Linked DNA regions of Sus scrofa: region 2 is linked to region 1. A link is a contact called in public Hi-C data. All regions are on one chromosome and are shown on one strand. The core of a region is the stretch at or near the end of the contact, and the rest is flanking DNA. Distances in the headings are between cores, read along the strand shown. Region 1 holds the start of TBL2 (transducin beta-like protein 2). Region 2 holds the start of ABHD11 (protein ABHD11).

What was found. Hi-C and Micro-C count contacts between places; a contact is called where the count stands out from the background.
Region 2: a Hi-C map of alveolar macrophages shows a contact between it and region 1, with 3 times the contacts expected there. A contact is called at or near these places in 8 of 47 Hi-C or Micro-C datasets (alveolar macrophages, embryonic fibroblasts, epiblast stem cells and 4 more) and 1 of 2 datasets of targeted methods (skeletal muscle).

Annotation. Positions count from the first base shown.
Region 1 is chr3:10,888,791-10,894,793 of Sscrofa11.1, reverse strand. It overlaps TBL2 (transducin beta-like protein 2), which reads left to right and starts at 2,361. Exons shown (of 12, transcript XR_002342318.1): 1 at 2,361-2,572; 2 at 4,342-4,466; 3 at 4,729-4,913; 4 at 5,399-5,550; 5 at 5,896-6,003.
Region 2 is chr3:11,000,208-11,006,210 of Sscrofa11.1, reverse strand. It overlaps ABHD11 (protein ABHD11), which reads left to right and starts at 2,422. Exons shown (of 6, transcript XM_005661982.3): 1 at 2,422-2,654; 2 at 2,822-2,957; 3 at 3,624-3,797; 4 at 4,232-4,402; 5 at 4,512-4,693; 6 at 4,931-5,218. The coding sequence starts at 2,539. The coding sequence ends at 5,063. LOC106509660 reads right to left here. Exons shown (of 6, transcript XM_013995547.2): 4 at 5,830-5,924; 5 at 5,485-5,605; 6 at 4,561-5,396. The coding sequence ends at 5,238.

The DNA.
Region 1 (6,003 bases), core at 1,112-3,611:
CTTCATTTGCTCTCTGACTGGATCTGTTTCCTCACCCGAGGTTGTGGGTGAGTCTGTCATCAGCCGGTCCTTCTAAAGGCCAGAGGGCTGCACTGCCAGGAAGGGCTCCCTGGTGGCCATGAACTTTTGGCATCCCTGACCCTGGTACTTCCACTTTTTCTGGGTTGTGGAGCTGGGAGGCCTATGGCGCACACCTATGCTGGAGACTCCCTTGCTAAGCAAGTCTGATCCATATTCTATCATTAGTCTTTCAGAATCTCTCCTTTTTGGTGAAATGTTTTTTTGGTGAATAAACTCTGTAGATTGTATCAATCGTATCAAAACCAATTTCCCGGTTTTGATATTGCAATATAGTTATGCAAGATGTTACCACTGTGGGAACCTGGGTGAAGGGTTCATGGAATGTTCCTGTTCATTTTTTTCAACTCCCTGTGAATCTCTAATTATTTCAAAATTAAAAGTGTCTTCTTGCAAGATTCTAATTGTTAGAGAAGCGAGTCTCATTGGTAGAGAATACAATTATGGAAACAGAGAAAACCAAAATGAAATATTTCCTGTTAAACAACTGATGGGAACTCACAGTCTTCTATCTATTAGTAAATGAATATAGATAGTTATAAAAAAATTGAAAGAATCTTCTTGAAATTCCCTGGTGGCTCAGTGGTTAAGGATCCATGTTGTCATTGCTGTGGTGTGAGTTTGATCCCTGGCCCAGGAACTTTCACATCCTGTGGGTGTGGCTGAAAAAAGGTAAAAAAAACAAAAACAAAACTGTCTTGTTAAAAAATCTCCTTTCAACTTCCTTTCTACTCCCAGAATACCCCAAGTCCAGGCTCTTATCACCTCCCTCCGGCATCCTTGCAACCACCTCTTGGTTTTCCTTCTGTCTTTGGTCTTGGCACAAACTAGTCCATTCAGAGAATCTTCAATACATGGATTTTGAGCCACGTCAGCCTGAGATAACCAGCAGAGGCCTCTCTCTGCTGGACTGAGCGGACGACACTCCAGGCCTTCCAGACCTCTCCAGTCTTACCTGCTTTTTATTTTGCTCATGTCCTGCCTCCACACACCATCCTCCGGCTCACCTTCCTGCTGTCCCACCCCCTAACTGCAGAACTACCCTTTCCCCTCTCCATTCAAAGTCCATCTGAATTTCTCCTGATACTAAGAAGACTTTCCCACCAGTTGAATGGGAGTGATAATCACTCCCTTGCCTCCTTGAAAGAATCCAGCATGATGATGGCTGGAAAAATGCCTTTAATAACTAATTATTCAAGGGGACGCTTGAGCAGAGTCTGCATCTCTTGCCTGCTATTCTCCACTGTCACAGAGCCTCAAGAGCCAGACTCCCTTACAAAGCGGGTCTGGGAGGTCCCCTTGTGGCTCAGTGGTAACGAACCCAACTAGTATCCATAAAGATGCAAATTCAATCCCTGGCCTTGTTCAGTTGGTCAGGGATCTGGTGTTGCTGTGAGCTGTGGTGTAGGTCACATACACGGCTTGGATCCCAGAGTGCTGTGGCTATGGTGTAGGCCAGCAGGTATAGCTCCTATTGGACTCCTAGCCTGGAAACTTCCATGTGCAGCAGGTGTGGCCCTAAAAAGCCAAAAAAAAAAAAAAAAAAAAAAAAAAATTAATGGAGTTTCCATCCTGGCGCAGCAGAAACGAATCTGGCTAGTATCCATGAGGTCGCAGGTTCAATCCCTGGCCTCTCAGTGGGTTAGGGATCCCATCATGCGGTGAGCTGTGGTCGCAGACCCTCTTGGTTCTGTCCTTGCTGTGGCTGTGGTGTAAGCCAGTGGCTACAGCTCCAATTCGACCCCTAGCCTGGGAACCTTCATATGCCATGGGTGTGGCCCCTAAAAAACCAAAAACTTAAATTTAAAAAAATTAAAAAAAATAGGAGTTCCTGTTGTGGCGCAGTGGTTAACGAATCCGACTAGGAACCATGAGGTTGCGGGTTCGGTCCCTGCCCTTGCTCAGTGGGTTAACGATCCGGCGTTGCCGTGAGCTGTGGTGTAGGTTGCAGACGCGGCTCGGATCCCGAGTTGCTGTGGCTCTGGCGTAGGCTGGTGGCTACAGCTCCGATTCAACCCCTAGCCTGGGAACCTCCATATGCCGCGGGAGCGGCCCAAGAAATAGCAACAATAACAACAACAACAACAACAACAAAAAAAAGACAAAAGACAAAAAATAAAAAAATAAAAAAAAAAATAAAAAGCAAAAAAAAAAAAAAAAAAAGTGGGTTTAGACGCCCAGCGCTCAGGCCCCGCCTCTCAAGGAGGGGGGGAACTCAGGCCACGCCCCTCGGGGCGCTTCAGCGATCCCGCCCCGCCCCTCAGGACGCGCCAACGGCCAGGCTCCGCCCCGCGTGCGCGCGCGGCCCCGCGGAAACGTGCAGGCGCCCGGGAAGCCAGAGGCTGAGGTGGCATCGGCCCTGAAAACATGGAGCTTCCGCAGATGCCGGAGCTGATGGGGCTGTCGCTGTTACTCGGGCTGCTGGCCCTGATGGCGACAGCGGCGGTAGCGCGAGGGTGGCTGCGCGCAGAGGAAGAGACCGGCCGGCCCGTCGGTTAGTGGCACGGGGGCGGGTAGGGGCGACCCGCGGGGACCTCGCTCCCGGCCTCCTCGGGGTCCGACCTGCAGGTTGGGCCTGCGGGGGTCCCAGAGACCCACCCCCTCCCTGGGCCTCAGTTTCTCCTGTTGTGACCTGAGTTTCGCATCCGGAGACGAGGCGACTCCATGCCCGGCTGGTCTCGCCCTTACGACCTACTAGAACCTGGGTCCCGCGTGGCCGCGGTCTTCGTGGCCGAGACCAAGCCGCCTTCCCTCCGAGCCGCAGCTTTTCCCCGGGGCCGCTGCGGGAGCGCTAGTAAACTCTCCAGCGCGCCCCTTGGTCGTTATTTTATGAAAAAGGGGTGGAGGGGGCGGGCATTCGTTTGTGAACGCTCTGATTCCCCGGTATACTAAGTACCTACTGCCTCTGTAGGCTTTGGGGTCTTTTCCTTTAGGGAGTCCCCTGTCGGGTAAGGAAGAATGTCCGAAAATGTAAGTGAAAATTGTAGTGTGGTAGGTTTCATAGGAAGGTCAGTACTAGAAACAGGAAGCCCAAGGGTGGGAGTCGCCGGCCCTCCTTTTTTCGGTGGGGGTGGGGGAGCAGGTAGGGAACCCGTGAGGTGGGGTCTTGAAGGATAGGCGTGTCAGAGTTTGCCGGGACACCAAGAGAGGGAGAAAATTCTTGCAGTGGCAATACGCATGAAGCCAGGGAGTCCTGAAACAGCATTTGATTTGACGGTAGTGGGAGGGGAGAGGAGAGGGCTTAGTAGACAAGGCTGGAGAGGCAAGCAAGAGGGCAGATTAGACTCTGTATGTGGCCTCAGGAGTTTTCTGGCTGTAGGAACTGAGGAGCATCTGGAGTGATCTAACACCTGCCAGCTTTGCTCCTGGCTTGATTCTCAATTAAATTAGCTATTTTATACAAAAGCGACGGGCACCATTTCCAGCACAGAGCAGGTCCTCAACCCATGTTGGCTACCTCTCGTCCCTGGGATTCCTTTGTGCCTTTTCATGCTTGTGTTGGGTACTCCACCTGTCATTTTGTATAGATTATCTCACCCAGTTCTCCACTTTCCTTTTGGCCCTTAGCAATTAAGTAACTTACCCAGGACCAGGGCCACCAGATTCCATTGGGCACATTATTCCCTACTTGGAGATACCTGGCAAAGTATCTGCATTCCACTGGCCATACTCTGTACCCACTGAGCTGTGTCAGCCCAGAAAGGAAGCCTTTTTTTCCTTCTGTCCTTTCTTCCTTCCTTTCTTTTTTCTTTTTCTTTTTGCTTTTTAGGGCTAAAAAGCACTTGTGACATATGGAAGCTTCCAGGCTAGGGATCGAATCAGAACTGTAGCCGCCAACCTCCGCCACAGCAATGCCAGATCTGAGCCATGTCTGCGTTGCAGCCCCAGATCCTTAACCCACCGAGCGAGGCCAGGGGTCGGACCTGCATCCTCATGGATACTAGTTGGGTTTGTTACCTCTAAGCCACAAGGGGAATTCCGAGGGAGCCTTTTCTAATGTGCATTGATGTGCTATGTGATTATAGTTCACTCACATACACTAACAGCAAGCAGCCTCCTTGAGACTACTCCGTGGTAGAGACCATCCAAACCCAGGTCTGATTCCGAAGCCTCTTTTTTTTTTTTTTTTTTTTCTTCCCCTGCTCTTCTCTCTTCTTGAGGACAGGGGCCATATCTGGTCATTCAATGCCAGGTCAATCATAAGTGATCAGTAGGTGCTTATTGAGTGAGTGAATGGATGGATGGCATGGCCCTTTCTTATAGGCCAGAAAGCAAATGGATTGCCACCTGACAAGTCCTTGAAATCCAAGAAGCAGAAACAGCGGATTCGCAAGGAGAAGCCTCAGCAACACAACTTCACCCACCGCCTCCTGGCTGCAGCCTTGAAGGTACATCGGTACTCATGCATAGCACATGTATACAAAGACTCATACCCCACAGACCTTTCCTTTGTAGTGTTCTGTGCGTGCCACACACCCCTCTGCCTCTGACCAGTTCAGTGGGGATGCCCCATCCTGTCCCTTCTCATCACAGCTCATGAGCAGCTTGCTGTTAATGTAAGCACCAGGGCCCCAGAGTCATGACTGCAGGTTGGGTTTCTCCATCAGCCCAAGGGGTTCCTGTTCATACTTCCTACAACCCTTCCCCTAGAGCCACAATGGGAACATATCTTGCATGGACTTTAGCAGCAATGGCAAGTACCTGGCCACCTGTGCAGATGATCGTACCATCCGCATCTGGAGCACCAAGGATTTCCTGCAGCGGGAGCATCGCAGCATGAGAGCAAATGTGGAGCTGGACCATGCCATCCTGGTGCGCTTCAGCCCTGACTGCAGGTGAGACAGGCTGAAGCCCCAGGTTTGCGTGCAGAAGCCCTGGCCCAGGCTTATGGCCTTCCCATACTTGGTTTGGGAGAGTAAGGGGAGACCCAGGGTCTCCTTTGCGGCAGCAGAAAGGGAACATCCAGACCGTTCAGACATTGCCTGGGCCATCCCGGAGAGCTAGGCAGCTACATAGCAAAGAAGCAGAGGGGGAAGATCTGTTCCTACTTGGGAAGTACCAAAGCCTCGCTTCCAGATTAGTCTTAGAAACTCTAATGGTTTTCTAAAACCTAGAGAGATGGTTGAAGGAGCCAGAGATACGAGAGTCTTACCTTGTAAAGAGTTTTAAGTGATTTGGAACCAAGGGGTTAAGTTGTGAGGCTGGACTAAGGTCCTCAAGGGAGATCCTGACTTTGCTCAGAGTCCGCCTAGCACAGGCCTGGCACACACAGGTCTCTGTATCCAAACAAGTGAGAGACTTGTCTGCTCTCTGTCTCTAGAGCTTTCATCGTCTGGCTGGCGAATGGAGACACCCTCCGTGTCTTCAAGATGACTAAGCGAGAGGACGGAGGTTATACTTTCACAGCCACCCCAGAGGACTTTCCTAAAAAGCACAAAGCTTCCATTGTCAACATTGGCATTGCCGACACAGGTGAGAGGCGCTCAGGGGATGGAGCTTGCCCAAGGCAAGAGGAAAGAGACCCAGTTACACTTACTCAATCACTGAATAGTAGCCGAGAGTTTTGCTCAGCCCCAGGGTGACAGAAGGGGCTCTGGCTCTGGGCTCCCCTGGAGTCCTGGGAGTCGCTGCAAGTCCCCCGAGGAGACAGGTAAGAATAGCCGCCCTCCTCAGCCAGATCCTTATCTGTGGCAACCCTTGGCTCAGGAGGGGAGGATGGAAACTTTGGGCCGCAGAGGCCTTCATAAGTGTCTCTTTGGAGAATGACAGTTGATCTGGTCATTGACCTCAGCGCACGTGCCGCCCCTCTCTCCTCAGGGAAGTTCATCATGACTGCTTCCAGTGACACGACCATCCTCATCTGGAATCTGAAAGGTCAGGTGCTGTCCACCATCAACACCAACCAGATGAATAATACGTATGCGG
Region 2 (6,003 bases), core at 1,173-3,672, 110 kb before region 1:
TTTCCCCTCCATCCACGGATTCTAGCAAAACATCCTGCTCGATCTCCTCCAAAGACCCCTCCCAAACCTTGGACCCGTCCCCATCTAGGGCTCAGATGTTCTCATCATTCCCGTAATGAGTATGCTGGCAGTAAATGATCACACCACTTGGTGTGTTTAGTCTCCAGTGACCTCAAAACCCTCCTCAGATTAGAACAAAACACCTGTCCATCACCAAGCTGGCTCAAGACGGGGCCACTTCATTAGGGAAGGCATTTATTAGGTCATGGAGTCAGGGTGCTGTACTGACTCCATCAGGCCTGTCCTAAGGAGGTGGGGGAGAAGGCAGTGTGACCCACTGGTCCAGCTACCAGCTGAATCTATACCTAAGCCTCAGCTCGTGCCCGAATCTCTCCATTGTCTTTCTGTAAAATGACTATTGCCCTTTGCACCAGATGAGCAAAACATGACCCAGGTCCTCTAGGAGCCCCCAGACTATGGTGGACACATAGAAAGCCAGTTCTGGAGTTCCTGTCATGGCGAAGCAGAAACGAATCCGACTAGGAACGATGAGGTTGCGGGTTCAATTCATGGCCTCATTCAGTGGGTTAGCATTGCTGTGAGCTGTGGTGTAGACCACAGATGCAGCTCAGATTCTGCGTGGCTCTGGCTGTGGAGTAGGCCGGCAGCTGTAGCTCTGATTGGACCCCTAGCCTGGGAACCTCCATATGCCATGGGTGTGGCCCTAAAAAGACCAAAAAAAAAGCCAGTTCTGTAATATTATACAATAGACTCTAACATATGCTTTGAGAACAAGGGGTGGGAGAGATTAGTTTCAACTGGGGGAATCTGGGAAGGCTTAAGGAAAGTGGAAGCAGTTATCCAGGGCCTTAAAAGATGTGGAGGACTTGGGCAACTAGCTTTCTGGAAGGTGGACACAGCATCCCAGCAAGGGGCAGTGCTGGGTGTAAAGACCTAAAGCAAGGTGTTCAGCGTAGTAATCAGGGTGCCTGGTGAGCTATCGAGAGAATGGGGAGCATGGGTGGATAGACAGGTAAGATCAGACAGGAGCAAGCCTGGGGTGCTGTGAAGTTTCAACTCTCAACTTTACAGATGGGAAGTCCCTGATGGTTTCTGAGCAGAAGAATGCTGTAGAAAGAGCAGCTACTCCTGCAACTGCCGAAGGCTGGACTGCGGTGGGAACCAGCCTAGGTAGAAGGCAATGTCGCCACTGCTACCCCATCCCCAGACTGAGGAGAGAAAATGGCAACCAGGGGCGTTCCCTTCGTGGCTCAGCGGCTAACGAACACGACTAGGATCCAAGAGGATGCCGGTTCCATCCCTGGCCTCGCTCAGTGGGTTAAGGGTCTCAGGTTGCCATGAGCCGTGGAATATAGGCCGCGGACGCAGCTCGGATCCAGCAATGCTATGGCTGTGGCTGTGGCCGGCAGCTGCAGCTCCAATTCCACCCCTAGCCTGGGAACTTCCATATGCCCCGGGTGTGGCCCTCAAAAGCAAAACGAACAACCACTGTAAACCAGCTATAACGAAAAAAAAATCATTTTATATATATAAAAAAAAAGAAAAAAAAGAAAATGGCAGCCCGTCAGAGTTCCAAAAGGAGGTGACCAGCCAGCAGACGTGCTAATGGGGTGGGAGGCGTGTTTATTTCTCTGCTGGTAAACGGTGGGCGGGGGTGAGCGTATCTGAACCATTTCGGCTCAGTGCGGCAAATGTCCTCTCTAGTACGAACACCTGGCCTCCCACTTTGACTCGAAGTCCAGAGGTTCCAGTTCTGCCTCTCGTAAAAGTCATTTGCCTCCACTTCCCCATCTGTAAAGGGCGGGGCAGGCGGGGGTGTGAGGTTGGAGATCACCTCTAGAGTCCCTCCTAGCTCTTTTCTAGAGTCAGGATTGGTAAGAGGTGCTCTGTCTGGCCTGCCTGAGCCCCTGGCTGTGAAGCACGGCGCCTCCTAGCTGGCGCCTCGACGACGGGAGCCACTCCTGGCGCCTCTCGCCCGCGCCCGCCAGCGGCACAGAAAATAAGGGACCCACCCAAGGCGGCGCGTGAGGGCAAAGGAACAAGCCAGGTGTGGGGCCGGCAGCGGGCCCAGGCAGGACCTCCTATGCTAGTCAAGGATCTGCCCCGCGGCCACCTTGAGTTCACGCCCAAACTCCGGTCTTCAAGAGCACCTGGGACCTAACTCCCAAACCGCAAGCCCCGATTCCCCACAAGGATTCTGTACGGGGCGGGGCCTGGCGGAGCATTGTGGGGGCGGGGCCAAAGTACTGGGTGGCTCCGCCCGGGACGTGGCCAGGGCGGTGCTCTCCTGTGGGGGAAAATGCCCGCAGGCGTACGTACTGGCGCAAGGGGCGGAGCTGGGAGAGACCGACAGTTCTCTGGAATTACGTAAGGAAACGTGGCGACGGAGGGGCGTTCCGCCTTGGGGGGCGGGGGAGAGGGTGGAGCTCCAGTCGGAACTGGGCGGGGGCCCGCCTAAAGACGCAAGGCGTGGCTAGCGAACAGCACGAGGTTCGCGCCAGGTCTCCGATCCCGGGGATGCTCCGCTGCGCCCGCGCCTGGAGGCTCCCCCATAGGGGGATCGGCCCCTCCAGTCCCAGCTTCTCCAGAGTGCCTGTTGCACTCAGCAGCAGCCAAGGCGGCACAGAGCCGAGGTCAGTCAAGGGCGCCGGGGTGGGAGGCCTTCCTTCGCCCCTCCCCCTCCATTCCGGCCCAGGTGGTTCCTTTTCCTCTGCTTGGGCCCGCCCCCTCCCGAGGCCGCTCCCTAAGCGGCTTTCCCAGCTGGCTCAGACCCTCCGCTCATCCTTGTTCCTTCCGTCAGGCCGGTGCCGCTTTCCTACAAGCTTTTGGACGGGGAGGTAGCCCGCCCGCCCCTCGTCTTTTTGCATGGGCTCTTTGGAAGCAAAGCCAACTTCAGCTCCATCGCCAAGGCCCTAGCCCAGCAGACTGGCAGGAGGGTAAGCTTCCAGAGGCGGGCCCGGAGAGAGGCGGGCCTTGGTGGGCGGGGCCCTAGAGGAGGCGACTAGAGGCCCGCTTCTCTGTCCCCAGCGCCGGTAGAGGCAGGTCTCTGAGCGGAAATGAAAGAAAAGGTTGTCCTTCTAAGTATGGAGCCCGCAGGGCAGGCAGACCTAGGCCATAGATGAACCCCATACATTCCCTTGTGCTTTCACCCATCCATTCCTTCATTCGTGTTTTGGATGCCTGAGTGCTCCACCTTGAGCTAGGCTCTGCCGTCCCATGCCTAAGTGCCAACACCTTACCCCCAAGAGGGCCAGACCCTGCTTATTCCCCAAGGATGACAGGGGGCTCACCAGCTCTTATCAGCAACCCGTTCTTCTGTGCTCCAACTATTGCAAATTCTGCTTTCTCTGTAGTTGCTACCCAGCTAGGCCAGACCTCCAGAGACGTGGTCACACTCCTTGGGCCTTCTGGCAGAGTGGCTCCTGGTTCTTCATCTGAACCTCCAAGGTCCGAGAACTGAGTCCTCTCATCACCTGGGCCCTTTTTCCTCTTCTGGATCTCCCCCCAGGCTCTCCATCTCCCTCAGCCTGCAGGCCTGCCAGGCTTTAGGTTATGCCCGGAATGTACATGCCATTGCTGTCCCCATCTCACCTGCTCCCCAGGTGCTGACAGTGGATGCTCGAAACCATGGCGACAGCCCCCACAGCCCAGACATGAGCTACGAGGCCATGAGCCAGGATCTGCAGGACCTCCTGCCCCAGCTGGGCCTAGTGCCCTGCGTCCTCATTGGCCACAGCATGGGAGGCAAGACAGCCATGCTGCTGGCACTTCAAAGGGTGAGCCATCCCTGTCTTTCTCTCATCCATTGCGGGCCCTGAGCACCCAACAGGCAACCCGGGACTCCAAGGAGCCTTGGACAGCCAAGTTCAGGACTCAGAAACTATGCCTGGAGTTCCCGTCGTGGCGCAGTGGTTAACGAATCTGACTAGGAACCATGAGGTTGCGGGTTCGGTCCCTGCCCTTGCTCAGTGGGTTAATGATCCAGTGTTGCCGTGAGCTGTGGTGGAGGTGGCAGATGCAGCTCGGATCCAGCGTTGCTGTGGCTCTGGCGTAGGCCAGTGGCTGCAGCTCCGATTCCACCCCTAGCCTGGAAACCTCCATATGCCGCGGGAGCGGCCCAAGAAATAGCAAAAAAAAGACCAAAAAAAAGAAACTATGCCTGAAACCCACTGTGCCTGCCCTAGGGTCCCCATCTCATTTTCTCCTGCAGCCAGAGCTGGTGGAGCGCCTGATTGCCGTGGACATTAGCCCAGTGGAGAGCACATCCAGCTCGAACTTTCCGAACTACGTAGCAGCCATGAAGGCCATAGACCTCCCGAATGGGGCATCCCTCTCCAGTGCCCGGAAACTGGCCAGTGAGAAGCTCAGCTCTGTCATCCAGGTAATGCACCCCCGCTCCTGAATGGCACTGTGGGCTGGGACCTGTCAAAGGAGGAGGGGCAGCCCCACGCCTCACAGTCCCCCCCAACACAACTACTGAACCCCCACAGAGCATAAGCGTACGGCAGTTCCTTCTTACCAACCTGGTGGAGGTGGATGGGCACTTCGTGTGGAGAGTGAACTTGGACGCTTTGTCCCAGCACTGGGACAAAATCTTGAACTTCCCACCACGGCAAGAATCCTACTCTGGACCAGCCCTCTTCCTCATTGGTGGAAACTCTCAATTCGTGCTGTAAGCCAGGCAGGGTGGTGGGAGTGGTGTGCCCGACTTATCTGGCCCCCCAGCCTGGGGAGCCTGCCTCTGGGAGGGCCTGAGGGTTGGCCAGGGGTGCCTGAGAACCCGGAAACCCCACTGGGCATGTGGGTTCGCGTGGCTCTCCATCTAGCCCCACTTGGCCTCTGCTTCTCTCCTTCTCGCCCCATCTTCCTACTTTCACACCTTCTTGGCGGCCTTCTCTCCGTTGGACAGTCCCAGCCACCACCCTGAGATTAGGCGGCTCTTCCCTCGGGCTCAGATGCAGACCTTGCCTAATGCTGGCCACTTGGTCCACAGCGACAGCCCGCAAGACTTCATGGCTGCCATCCGAAGCTTCCTGGCCTAAAAGTTGCCGGCCAGAGGGGACATGAAACCCCAAACTTCAAGGCCCCGCAGGCTGCTCCTTGTTCCAGCACAGAAGGACTCAGGTGGGCACTGAGGGCACGAGGATGTAGAGGGGTTCAGACCTCAAACTTTAATGAATAAACGTACTCTTCCCAAGGTCTTGGGCTGAGTTCTCTCACCGCCAGTGTCCCCATCGACCCAAGGGGAGTCGGACCCAGGGGGTCCTGGCAGTTCCAGAGTTCACTGGGGCTCCCAGACCCTCTCCCAGGCCGCCCCTGGACTCTCTCTGCAGCTGACTCTCCACCCGCTGCCTCACCAGCTGCTGCATGTCCTCCTGGGGGCAGGAGAGCAGGTTCAGGGGCCAGGCCTCTGCCCGTCTGGCCCTGCCCGCCCCCCAGGCCCGGCCGGCATTCCCACCCTACCTCCCAGGCCTCCACCTCCTGCTTCAGTCTCAGCTTCTCCTCCAGAACTTCCAACAGCTGGGCCTCCACGGCTCGCAACTTGGCTTTGCACGTGTCCAGCTCAGCCTCCACTGCCCGCTTCCTAAGGGGGCAGAGAGAGCTTGAGGCTCAGGCCCCGCACATCTGCTTCTGAGCCCTGGGGGTGGACAGGTGTGGCCACAGTCCCTGCCTTATGACAGGGTGGGCTGTTGTGTGGCTTTCCTTCTAGGAATGCCTGCCTTCCCCCCTCCCCCTCCTGGCAGGGCCAAGCCTTGGGGGGCGAGCCCTCTGCCACCCTCCCAAGCCCCACAGGCGGCTGCCTCTCACTTGGCAATGGCTTCATCCCGCTCCCGCAGGACCTGGTCCAGCAAGGGCTCTGTCTGGGTGTCCCCCAGTGCTCCAGCCACTTGGGATTCTGCGCTCTGTTGTAGGGGGACAGAGGAGGGAGCAGCGACTTGGGGCTTGCCTGGATGAGGTGTCCCACTGGCCCTTTCTGCCCTG